2 separate regions of the Bombyx mori genome follow, and region 2 is linked to region 1. The links are chromatin contacts, called in public Hi-C maps. All regions are on one chromosome and are shown on one strand. Each heading gives the region's core, a stretch centred on a gene start, on an enhancer-like site or on the middle of the called end of the contact. The rest is flanking DNA. Distances are from core to core; before and after follow the strand shown. Region 1 overlaps LOC101741158 (furin-like protease 2). Region 2 overlaps LOC101741158 (furin-like protease 2).

Region 1 (6,444 bases), core at 3,482-5,981:
TATGTGCATTAATTGACGGCATTGACATTTTTAACGACACGTGTCCTGGTCTCAAAAACAAATTAGTATCCAAGTTCCTTTGCTTATAATTGATGAGAGAATGTCATTCTGATTACATTGCGCAGTCTGTTCTATGTATTTATATTTTTTGCATTGCCGCGCTCGACTTTTTTAATTTTTTTATAGTTTTATAATTTTTGTTTATAATTTTTTACTATATAAATATGTGCATTATTTCTTATTTAGTAATCTGTAAAGTTAGTAGTGTGTGTACTTAGCTCCTGTTTTCATGTTGTTTTCAAATATATATATTGCTGTAACATGTCATAGTGTGTTATAAGAGATTGCTGTACATGCCTGTAACTGGCTTACATACCAGTACTTAATTTTATACATGTTAATTTTAAGCTTGAATGTTTTGTGTGTATTGCTGTTGGTGTCTAAATAAATAAATAAATAAATAAATAAATAAACTATATTGTTAATATAGTTCACGATCATATTGAATTGAATTCGTCGTGGCCTAAAGGATAAGACGTCCGGTGCATTCGTATGTAGCGATGCACCGGTGCTCGAATCCCGCAGGTGGGTACCAATTTTTCTAATGAAATACGTACTTAACGATTGGCTTCTACGGTGAAGGAATAACATCGTGTAATAAAAATCAAACCCGTAAAATTATAATTTGCGTAATCACTGGTGGTAGGACCTCTTGTGAGTCCGCACGGGTAGGTACCACCACCCCGCCTATTTCTGCCGTGAAGCAGTAATGCGTTTCGGTTTGAAGAGTGGGGCAGCCATTGTAACTATACTGAGACCTTAGAACTTATATCTCAAGGTGGGTGGTGCATTTAAATTGTAGATGTCTATGGGCTCCAGTAACCACTTAACACCAGGTGGGCTGTGACTCGTCCACTCATCTAAGCAATAATAATAATATAATATAGGTATAGCAGGAGTAAGGATCGTACAGCCGAAATGAAAATTTACTGCCAAGCTTTGATTTATGTCGTTTGTTCTTAGGCTTGTTTTGTTTTGTCTTGTTAATTAAATTAGATGTGAAATATGAGTTTTGCTGGTACTGTTATACGAATCGTTTCGGCACAATACATATGATGATACCGATGTCGTGAGTTTGGCGATCTAATTAAGAAATGCGAGAAATTGTGTATCAATTTTAATTTATTATTTTAAATTTATTATATTTTGTTTTGAATTGGGTTTTTCAATAATAATATAATGCAATAATGCAGAAGCGACGGTAATCATTTTCATGGATGATGCTCGGCTCACAAGCGTCATATTGAAAAATAATTGTACCTACATTATTTTAATCTACTTATATTACCTACTAGCAGTACCCGTCCGCTTCGCAGGGCATTTAAAATTAACATTATTATTTCTCACCCCCACAAAGATTCTCATCATTAACGCCCCCGCAACTGGTGTAGGGAGTCCAACACTCATATAAATATTAGCCTATCCATTAAGTACATTTTTTTTTTTTTATTAATGTTTAAATAATTTGTAATTTTCTACATGGATACCAAGTTTCAAGTCAATCGGATGCATGGTTCAGTAGTTATAATGGAACATCCGTAAAAACCACTGTAGATTTATATATTAGTATAGATTAACTTACCCGTTCGTTCTTCTGTTAATTCATACAGCCGCCAGAACTCTACCTTATCCATAACTATACTTTATTTCACGCAACAACTATCAGTATCAAAATGTAATACATAATAGTATATAGTAATATATGTCTTATTTAATAAAAAATACCAACTATCCTCGTTCTCTATGTAACATTCTCTCTCTCTCTCTCTCTCTCCCTCTCTCCCTCTCTCCCTCTCTCCCTCTCTCCCTCTCTCCCTCTCTCGCTCTCTCGCTCTCTCGCTCTCTCCCTCTCTCCCTCTCTCCTAGCTATTCATCCCACATGGTGGTGGGGTCAGACCATATTATGTTTTGCTGATATTAATGGAGCATAAAATAATAATAAAAATGTTCGTACTCAAGATTTCCTTTGCATCTGCTAATTAAACTGTGAATATATTTCGATCGACCAGTGAAAGGATGTCGCTTCAAACGAATACGGGCGGATTGCGCAATGCCGCCGTGAGGTTTTTTAACTTTCTTTAACGTTGGCAGTGCAAATTTAGCTTTTACTTTAAATTGGGTAATCGCAGAAATCTCTGTACGAATTTCTAAATTTAAATTTCTTTGTACGTGAAATGCGTCCAATGTCCTCGTGGTCAGGTCATGTTATTGTATCTACCGTGGTACGATCCTGGAACTCATACCATTTTTTCTATATACCCATATGCCTTAGGTTATGGCTATCGATTTTTACCATAAATTAAACAAAATGTATGAATAATTGAAAGTATTGTGGCCGATAGTTCGTCTAGTCAAACGTATGTCCTAAAGCAGTACTAGGAGTGTTCAATTTTGAATGGTCTTTATTTTGATGCAATTAAAACCGTCGTCTATTTTATCATGGGGGCACCGGTATTAACCTTCTGAATTATAAGGGCTCTATTAATTGTCCAACGCCAGAAGAACTATAAGTTAATTTGCTATATAAGCCAATTACAAAAGTCTGGTGGCATGTTTAGCATTTCAATAAGAAGCCGTTAAAGTCACAACTGTGAATTGGAATAAGGGCCATAACTTTCAAACAGACACCTAAATACACATGTGATGTACACTATTTCAAATTTATTAATGTGCATATATCGAGGGGTGAAATGCTGTTTGGTTTCTCTTAATACCCGACATTTATCTTTGTAATTAAAGGTGCGTTTTATTTGGTATTAGCATCAACAGTAAGTGCTAATAAGTTTACTCCATTCATATAGCTGAAGATATTTTTTGGTATTATATTATTGCCAAATTTTAAATGGCTCTCCTGTAAAGTTGCAAAAATGTCCCTTAAACGAAATAGCTTTTCATCCCTCGTTTTCTTTTTTTTTACTGGAACCCATAGACATTAACAACGTAAATGCGCTACTCATCTTGAGATATAAGTTCTAAGGTCTCAAGTATAGTTACAACGGCTACCCCACCCTTCAAACCGAAACGCATTACTGCTTCACGGTAGAAATAGGCAGGGCGGTGGTACCTACCCGCGCGGACTCATAAGAGGTCCTACCACCAGTAAACCAGACTACATTTGGTCTTTTCTCCGTCAAAAACATTTCTCATATGCGATGTAATTGTTTCAGGTACGTATGTCAGTTTAATCACGAGCAAGCGCCGGTCTCCGAGAGGCGTCGGCGTTGGACCGAATCTAGTTGTCAACGCGGGGCGCCTTCCAATTTCATTGCGACCAATCCCGATGTACACTGGCCACGAACAAAAAGTAGCCAAGTGCAATAAGTGATGTCACCAACGTCGCGTTAGGTACACGTTTCCGACACAATAAAATAGAAAGTCCGTTCGTGAAATAGAAATAGCGCCTTCCCACACGTTTAAACTTGGTAGGTCTTGCTCTTAGATATTTTTTTCAATGGATTGAAGCGCCTTTATAACGTGACTAGTGAAGGAAGATATGACGTACTCGATCGGATAAGATTACCGTCTCTCATCATCGCTTAGTAATTTAGTTTTTATTTTTACGTCCTCACTATGGAACAGTATTATTTATATTTTCGTATATTGGTTTGTAATGCATATAAATTACTAGTTGATACTTTTGTTGGACACGATTGTAAATTGTGAAGTGATGATATATTTTGTTGATCGTTACATAATCAAAATGAATTTCCCGCAAAGAGACAAGTCAACTGAATTTCGAACAAAACCACTGTTCTAAATTCAATGAATACGTGATATTTTTATTCATCGTGAATGGCGAACGTCTGTTTCCAGATTTCGTTATCGCTTATACGAATTTCAAGTTTCTCCGCCTTATCGATTCGCTTGCGAAATTTTTGCATAATCGACACACCGGCACCGCTCGGACGTGTTAACATAAAGTTTGCGCGATTTTACCGAATGTGACGTAATTTAATTTGGACTAAATTAGTACCGTACCGTGGCCGCTAGTTAAGCTGGTGATTAGATGATTTTGTTCTAGCATACGGCCCACCTGATAGTGAGTGGTTACCGTCGCCCATGGACTTCAGCAATGCCAGGAGCAGAGCCAAGCCGCTGCCTACCGCAAAATTCGATTTCTGTTGGCTCAACACTTCTTGGAGGTGTAAATATCTTTCAAACCACACGAATTCTGTAGTATCATTTTTAAAAGTTTTCTATTCTAAAGCTGCTTTCGGACTACGCTATACTATAGTGCCATATAGTATAGCAGCGTACACTTAACCAATAATATAACAGTTACAGTGTGAACGTGTCCATAACAACGTGTGGTGCGCGATATTGTTTTGCTATGAGCTATTTATATACTATTATATTATAGCGTAGTCGGAAAGCAGCCTAATATAAACTTCACAAAACGTTTCAGTTCTTAAAAGCATTTCTATATTTTAACAATAAAATATATATAAAACATTAAACATTTTTCTGGAAGCACTACGAGATACCTTTCTAAAACAATGCGGCAATTCAATATAGTATACATATGAGTGTTGTCGACGATTAAGTGAGTACACTAAAATTTATGTCCATATTAATCTGCTTTTTATATTCCTCGTTGCCGGGCACACGTCGTTGTTACGCCACAGTACACGTGCAGCGATTTAATGTTTGAGCCTGAGTGAGACCTCGGGCCATGCGAAATCGAGAGTCCGGCCCAATAGTCTGGCCGTTCACTTTCACTGCCTACAAAGGCTAACGTTTAGAGTTATCTTATTAGTCTGTCCTGTTTGTTACGAGTTCCGTTTCGTCTGATTGCGGTGTTTCTATTGGATTACGTTCTTTATTTGCCATCGTATCGGTGAGTGCTTTTTTATTATTATTCACATTTTGCCCAGTAACAAAACTAATAAAATCAAATGCAAGTTCAAAGTAAGAATGTAACTGTTTTGTAGCGCGTCATCATTATTATTACCTAACTGGTTTCTATCTCGCTGCTAAGTACGCTCGAACCAATTCAGATCAAACGTTTCGTCTCAAATTTGATGCGAACATCTCAAACAATAGAATAATACCATTATTGCCAATGATGTTATTAACAGATTACAACATTTCGAACGATCGATTGAATGTCAATAGCGTATCTCATAACTGATTGAACTTTGAATTTCTTCGCTAAAGTACCAATGTTATGTGTCGATGTATAGAAACCTGAGCAATACAATCTTGGCATTTAAAACGATTCACGATTCTACTCGTCGTGTCTTTCCGGTAATATTATTACTGCAAATTCTTGCACTTTGATATTTAGGTATTTCCAGTTAAATCGATAGAAGCTTATGATCGTTGATACATACATAATTGGTAATTCATTTATGTTTCATCGTAGCCCTAAAGCGTTTATTGAGACGTGATTATTCGTCCTTCAAAGCAGAATCTGACAATAGTGTCAGGTGGATGACACCTTGTTAGAGAGGGCGCCCCTTTTGAATTTTACCTTCATTGTGTTGAGATGGGTCGTGCGTATTCTGTTTCAAACGCGCTTTGTGCTAAACCTTGAATAAGAAACACTTAATTGAAATTACCTATATTGTCCGGTCTCGGTAATGTCATAGGATTTGATATTGAAAATCTTATTCAAACGCGCCTTTTGTTACACAAGTTTTCTTTTTATCTCAACAGGAGTATACGTTGCTAATTAATTAAATATTTACAAGGACACATAATATTTTGCTGTCGACAGTACCGTGTATTGGACGGAGCTGTCCGGAACATGCCTCTTGGTAGTCTATAATTCACGGTCGAACGATCACTAGAGCGGCTTCGATCGCTCAATGTCAAATCGACTACTCTGCCGCGATCTTGCTCTCACAATGGCCCAACCACAAAGGAATGTAAGTCGTTTTTCTTCGAAAAATGCAATTAGAACAGCCGCATTTCTCTTGTATTGTGCAACAATGGGCAACGTTGTCGGATTTTCAATTTAAGATTGTGCTTTGCCTGTTTCGGTTTTTGTGTTTTGTCGGAGGACATCAGGCCAGCAATCGAATTTGCTCGTTGAGTCGGAAACTGAGATTTTTTTTCTTTGTTTTGGATATTCTTTTCTCTGTCCTGTTTTGCTTTGACAGAGAAGAAGAATTCTTAAATTAAATTCTGTACAATGTTGCTATGAGTTAATTCCAGACAATATTACTGTATGAAAAAATAATACAAAACTTTGATAGACATTTGCATGTTGAAGGTTACCCGAACTGTATTACCCATTGAAAATATTCCTTTGTTTATGTTTCAAATACCACGCGATTCAACTTGGATGATTTTTTTAATTAAGATTTTTCACTGAACTGGTTTTAAAATGTTTTGTCTTAGAGCTGCTATCATTAAGCTTTTTTTGTTAATTTTATAGCG
Region 2 (6,228 bases), core at 122-2,621, 49 kb before region 1:
TATACGTGTAGCCGATCGATTAGAGAGATCCATACACTTAATATCGTGAATAACTAACTGTTTTCCTATTCTTCAAACTTGTATGCATAATTATACCTTTAAACGAGCAATTCTTGAATATTAGTATATATATAATCTGAATCTCGGAAACGGCTCCAACGATTTTCATAGAATTTAGTATACAGGAGATTTCGGGGGCGATAAATCGATCTAGCTACGATTTATTTTCAGAAAATGTTTTTTAATTCGTGTTTTCAATAATCAACACTTTCCGACATCTATTGGCGAATAATAATACTATTTTTCTTAATCGAGGGCAACTAACCGCTTTAAAGACACAACAAGATGGCGTTATCAAAAAAAAAACCGAGGAAAGCTCGGTCATCGTCTAGTTGCTTTTAAATAAGCAAAATAGTGGTGCTGAGCCTTGTTTGCTCACTACACGCGGTACCACTAGTATATGGTGAGGGACTTTAAAATGAATATCAGACAAAAGGAGGAAAAATTTATGAAAAAAATAAGCAAATAAAATTGGGACTATTTTGGTGCTCTTTGAACTTAATAGCATCGCTCTCAAATTATAATTACTAGACATTGTTTGATTCAGTTGAATCTTCTAAAGAGAATCCGGCCATACATACTATAATAACTTTAGATTGAATTTGTCTATGTGGGTTATTTTGAATAAAAGAAAAATCTTATGAAATCTTATTTTAAAAAAAACCTCGAAAATTCCTTTCTTTGAAAGAGTCCTTGATGGGACCTTAGGCAGCGATTTGACTTGGTGTATTTCTTCTTCTTCCTATTCGTACACTCTTGACAGAGTGGTCGTTCGTGGTCATGCATCAGTCGGATCCTGCATTACCGCTGCTCTCGCGATGCGACGCCATATGGCACGATGTTGAGTGAGATCGCAGAGTGAGAGCAATCATTTATGTTGGAGTGAGTCACAGATTTTAAGAGGTCGGTCCGTCGTGTTGGAGATCGTCCGCGAGATCTTTTGTCCTCGATATTTAACTACCATTGATTAATATCGATGGTCAGTAATCACGACCGTTTGACCTCGAAGAAAACATTTAAAAAAAAAAAAATTCTCTGCGATAAAGAAATATGTAAATAACACGTAACGTTTGAAATTACCAAACGAATAATAAACACGAAATTAAACCCTAAAAGTTTTTCAATCAACATAATTATATTTGTCTCGGATGAGTTTGCGACATGAATTTACCTACGAAATTATGAAGGCGTCTCTCTCGTACACGATTATAACTTGCTTAATGATGGCGTAATCTTCAGATGCTCCACGTCACAGTTGTCGCCCGAGGTCGGGACATCGTTAATCTCGTGACGTAGCGCGTCTAGCACGCCATCCTCCGTCATATTTACATAAACAAGCGCTTCGACGCGCCACAGGCAATGTACAATTACAATGCTAGTGCGATATCACATTGTTTTTCCTACCTATTCTAGTTTTTTTTTATTTTTTGCCCGTTGTAGTCAGACGAGCATACGGCCCATCGGATGGTGACTGGTTACCGTCGCCCATGGACTTCAGCAATGCCAGAGGCAGAGCCAAACTACTGCTTACCGTTTAATACTCTCCACAAGCCTCGTTTGAAGAAGGACATGTCATAGCGGTCGGGAAAAATCGTGGAGGGGAGCTCATTCCAAAGCCAGATGGTACGTGGCAAAAACTATCTCTGGAAAGGCACTGTGGATATATAGATGAACTCAACTCCAGTGGCGGGCGGTATTCGAGGGGCTATACTAAATTCGATGAATTAGTCGGAATTAGTTAGCGGAATCGCGACCTACTGAGAAGATCCGGCGAGAAACTCAGTGGGCTGTGTCTGTTGGCGATATCAGAAGATACTTCACTTTGTTCTTGTAGTAGTAATATATTCAAGGCGGTCACTGTGAAACCTACAGCATGAATATTTGCATTTACTCTGCTAGATTTCAGTAAAGCGTGATTAAAAAATGTAAATTAATTCAATTTAAATTGATTCGTGTTTTAAATTCTAGAGTGTAGGTACTATGTGTTTACAGAGAACAACAGCGTGTGAGCTAATCGACGTAAACGTATTGATTATGGGTTGGTTGTTTTAATCATATCCGCATGGCCGAGTTTTCGTGGTACAGAGGTCGGATTTTGATAGCCCGAATGGGACTGAATGAATATTAAATTAATTCAAGCGTTTAGCTCGAAAATACGGCAATTAACGACCGTGGTGCCAGCCGCGGTGCGTTTACGAGGTGATAAAATTGTCGAATGGTCTCCGATGACGTGTGTGGGGTCGTGTCGGCTGACCAGCGACCGGTGCTTGTGTGTGGGAATGCTTTATCTTTATGATTGACTCCAGGTCCAGGCTCCAAGTGGTCAGCGGCTAAACGCAATAAGGCTCATGTCTGCCGCCCGTCGATAATATCGCTCTATTTTTAATACGCCTTTATTATAATAGCTTCAGACGTATGTATGTATGTTTATAACGGAATCTCTCTGAACATGATTTTGACCCCCTTCAAAACGTCGGATTAACTCGAAATTTGGTATACTTATTAAGGACCGATGACAATTCAATATTAATAAAAAATAAAAGAATTGAAAAAAATTTAATTAAACTAAAAAATGAAAAATAAATAAGTAATAGTGTAAAAAAAATAAAAAGATACGCTTTTATAGAAAATCCAACTAAAAAATAGAAAATAAATCTTATAAAATTTGAATTAAAAAAAGTGTAAGAAAAAATGATTTTATTGTAAAAAAGCGTGGGGTGCTTTTCAGGATATTACCAAAGTAACCCTTCTACTCATATCTGTTCATAAAATATTTATAACTACTGATACAACGCATATTTTTTTAGTTTTTTTAAACTATTATTTATTATTTCGCTTTCTCTAAAAATTAGTTGGAAGCGTGTCCGAAAATATACTAACTCACTACTCAGTAGTTAAACAAACAAATTTAAATATACGTGCGTGTTTTTGATACGAACCCGACTGTCTAATGATTGATGTAGAACATAAGATCTTTCGGATCTGTTTATGTATATCGACCGATCATATATACATTTGTGTAATATTGTTTGATCTGAAAGGTGTGGGTGTATAGTGAAAAAATAGTTAATATAGATTAGTAACGGTCAGTACATGTTCACGGTGCGTTACTTGCTTGATTCATAAACATTTGTTCCATTAAAATGCCTACTGCGTTAGGATTTTGTTGCAAACTTTGCGTATACATGTCATGTTTACGGTCCGGCTGTTGTTTGTAAGCAGTTATCGCAGTCCTAATAATAAGTAAATTAAAAAGAGTATCATCCATCTTGAGACTTAAGATGAAACTGTCAATGACACAATAATATGAGTTAGCACTGTTGATATCGGAACGAGAATTTCTCATGCGACAGGAACAGATATGCGGTGACTGGTCGTTAGTAAGCAGTTTTATCGTGGGCATGTTATTGTTGATACCGGTCATCGTTCTCGTCGAACCCATCGCTTGTGACGAAGGGCTCGGCGAGTAAATTGACCCACAGATGCAGTCCACTGAGTTTCTCGTTGGATTTTCTCAGTGGGTCGCGTTGCCGATCCGGTGGTAGATTCTGCGAAGCATTGCTCTTGCTAGGGTTAGTGTTAGCAACATCGTCAGGTTTAAGCCGCGTGAGCTCACTTGCTTGTTAGTTTACGCTGATATAGTATCTCAAGGCTATCAGATTAGTTAGAAAAAGAAAGTTGATATCCATAACGTTGGCCATTCACCATCAGGTATGCTCGTCTGCCTATAGTTACAATAAGAAAAAACTTTGCAAAATCACTAAAGGTACATGTTTGTTTTGGTTGAGATCGACCTCATGCTTCAAGGCGGGTGGCGTCATTCAGACTATGTTAATGAGCTTCGTTAACCACTTAACTTAACAACGTCCGTCTGGTGTAGTGGTAAGTGACATGGTCACTACACTAGAGGGTCGCGGGTTCGAATCCCGCCAAGGGAAGATATTTGTATGATAAATATAAATGTCTTTTCCAGGGTTATGGATGTATATTAAATATATGTATGTGTATAATAAAAATCTTACATTTATTTATTTCCGTTATCTGGTACCTGTAACACAAGTTCTTTACGAACTTATCACGGGACCAGTTAACGTGGCGTGATTGTTAGTAAAATATTTATATTTATATTTATTTAAATATATTTATATTTATATTAACTCCAGATGAACCGCAATAAAACACTAGAGACCTACATAAGGTATCATCGTTAATTCGTTCATTAATTGATTTTATTATTTTTGTTTTTAGGTAAGTAATCGTCAGCGGGAAGCGTCTTCGAATCCAGAACAGGTCTGTGGGTGAGGGCTGTTAGCTGGCATGCTTAGTTGGACGAGAAACGAGCCGTGCGAAACACGACATCATTAGAACGATAATTGTGTCGCAACATGACGAATCACTGACTTTAGCACCTACACGCAAACGTAACAGTATTAAAAAAATAACGTTAATTTCGTTGTGTTATAAGCGTTGTTATATAAGCTATTTGCTATTTAGCTATTTAATTAAACGAAGCTACGTAAGCGCGTATTATCTAATAGACAATAGGTCACTATTCTTTTAAAATATACTAGAGGTCCCGCAGTAGTCGAAATTCGACTATAATTAATTGGAATTGTAAGTTTGTACACTATTATGATTGTATGTTATACTTCTATAATCACAAATTTCGCCAAGGCCACTCTATAAAAAAATATGAATAAAGACAAACAATATTTAATTTCAATCTGTTCTCAATTTGACAACAGATGTCAAGAACAAAAGTTTGACAATAAATAGTATGCATGCGTGTGTGCGTTAAAATCATGGTGTGTAGTGTGTTTAAGGTTTTCTTTATTGATTTAATGTATCTTTTATGCATTATTTAAAAAAAATATTAGCATTGTGCACTTCTTCTCTATATTCTCTAAATTTCATACTCCTCCGTCCGTGCAATTTTCGTAAAAAGGGATACAAAGTTTTTGCTTCACGTATTAATATATAGATACTACTGTTTCTGCTACAGAACGTTTCCCTTCTCTTAATGTGACACACAAACTTAATAGTTTAAAAAATTATGCTAATTTTATTGTGTTATTAGTGTACTTAAATAAGCTATGTGCTACTTAGCCCTCCAATTAAATGGATACACTCAAGAACTTATTATCTAACTAGCCGTACTCGCCCGCTTCGCTGGGCATTTAAAATTAACATTATTATTTATTGTCATTATTATTAGAGAGTCCAACACTCATATAAATATTCTAGCCTATCCATTAAGTACATTTATATTCTACATGGATACCAAGTTCCAAGTCAATCGGATGCATGGCTTAGTAGTTGCAACGGAACATTCGTAAAAACCACTGTAGATTTATATATTAGTACTAGCTGACCCGGCAGACTTCGTATTGCCTCAATCGATGAATAAAAAAACGTAAACTTTATTTAATTCCGAGCATTTTCATATTTATCTACCTTTTAAACCTTCTCGAGACTTCGACAAATAATTCAAGACCAAAGTTAGCCAAATCGGTCCAGCCGTTCTCGAGTTTTAGCGAGACTAAAAAACAGCAATTCATTTTTATATATTATATCCATAGATAGAAGATAGATAAACAATAGTTTAACTACGGATACATCACTAGACTTTAAAATACGTGCATACAAATATTTCTGTTACTAAACTTAAAGAAACGTATGATTTTTGTTCCGATACAAATCACTACACACGCATACAACATCATCGACGTTTTTCCCTTTACTAATACGAGCAAATAAAATCGCAGAAATCAAACATGCTCGTCGCTTATCGCGCCCACTCTATTTCCTCCGCAGCAATGGACTGAACGACTATGACTGGCTCGACACTAATGCCGTTTGTTTGAATGAAAGCCGCGCCGAGAACGAGGCTGTGATGTACCGCTTTTGTTCCAAGTCTCTCGGGACGTTTGTCATTGGAGAAATTTAATTAACTACGTTCATGACTTACCTTTATTTTGTACTAGCTTTTGCCCGCGACTTCGTCCGCGTGGAATAGTTCACAAATAATGCTTTATTTTAGAACAAATTTGGTTAGCATAAAAAACGTTATAGCGAGCCAACCTTAACATATAGACATATGCTGTGTTTAAAGGGGAACAATTCGGTTATACATTATTTTATGGAAACTTTAACCGTTTCTGCAGCGCA

Evidence for each region. A called contact is a pair of places that touch in the nucleus more often than the background predicts.
Region 2: a Hi-C map of whole pupa shows a contact between it and region 1, with 2.3 times the contacts expected there. The contact joins two enhancer-like sites. A contact is called at or near these places in 2 of 7 Hi-C or Micro-C datasets (both in whole pupa).

The regions. Positions count from the first base shown.
Region 1 is chr21:4,168,373-4,174,816 of ASM3026992v2, reverse strand. All of the region lies in intron 1 of LOC101741158 (furin-like protease 2), which reads left to right. Among protein-coding and RNA genes, the nearest start is that of LOC101741158, 74 kb to the left of the region's middle. Within about 2 kb of position 4,731, at least 4 of the 8 cell types and tissues checked have open chromatin away from gene starts, as enhancers often do.
Region 2 is chr21:4,214,059-4,220,286 of ASM3026992v2, reverse strand. All of the region lies in intron 1 of LOC101741158 (furin-like protease 2), which reads left to right. Among protein-coding and RNA genes, the nearest start is that of LOC101741158, 28 kb to the left of the region's middle. Within about 2 kb of position 1,371, at least 2 of the 8 cell types and tissues checked have open chromatin away from gene starts, as enhancers often do.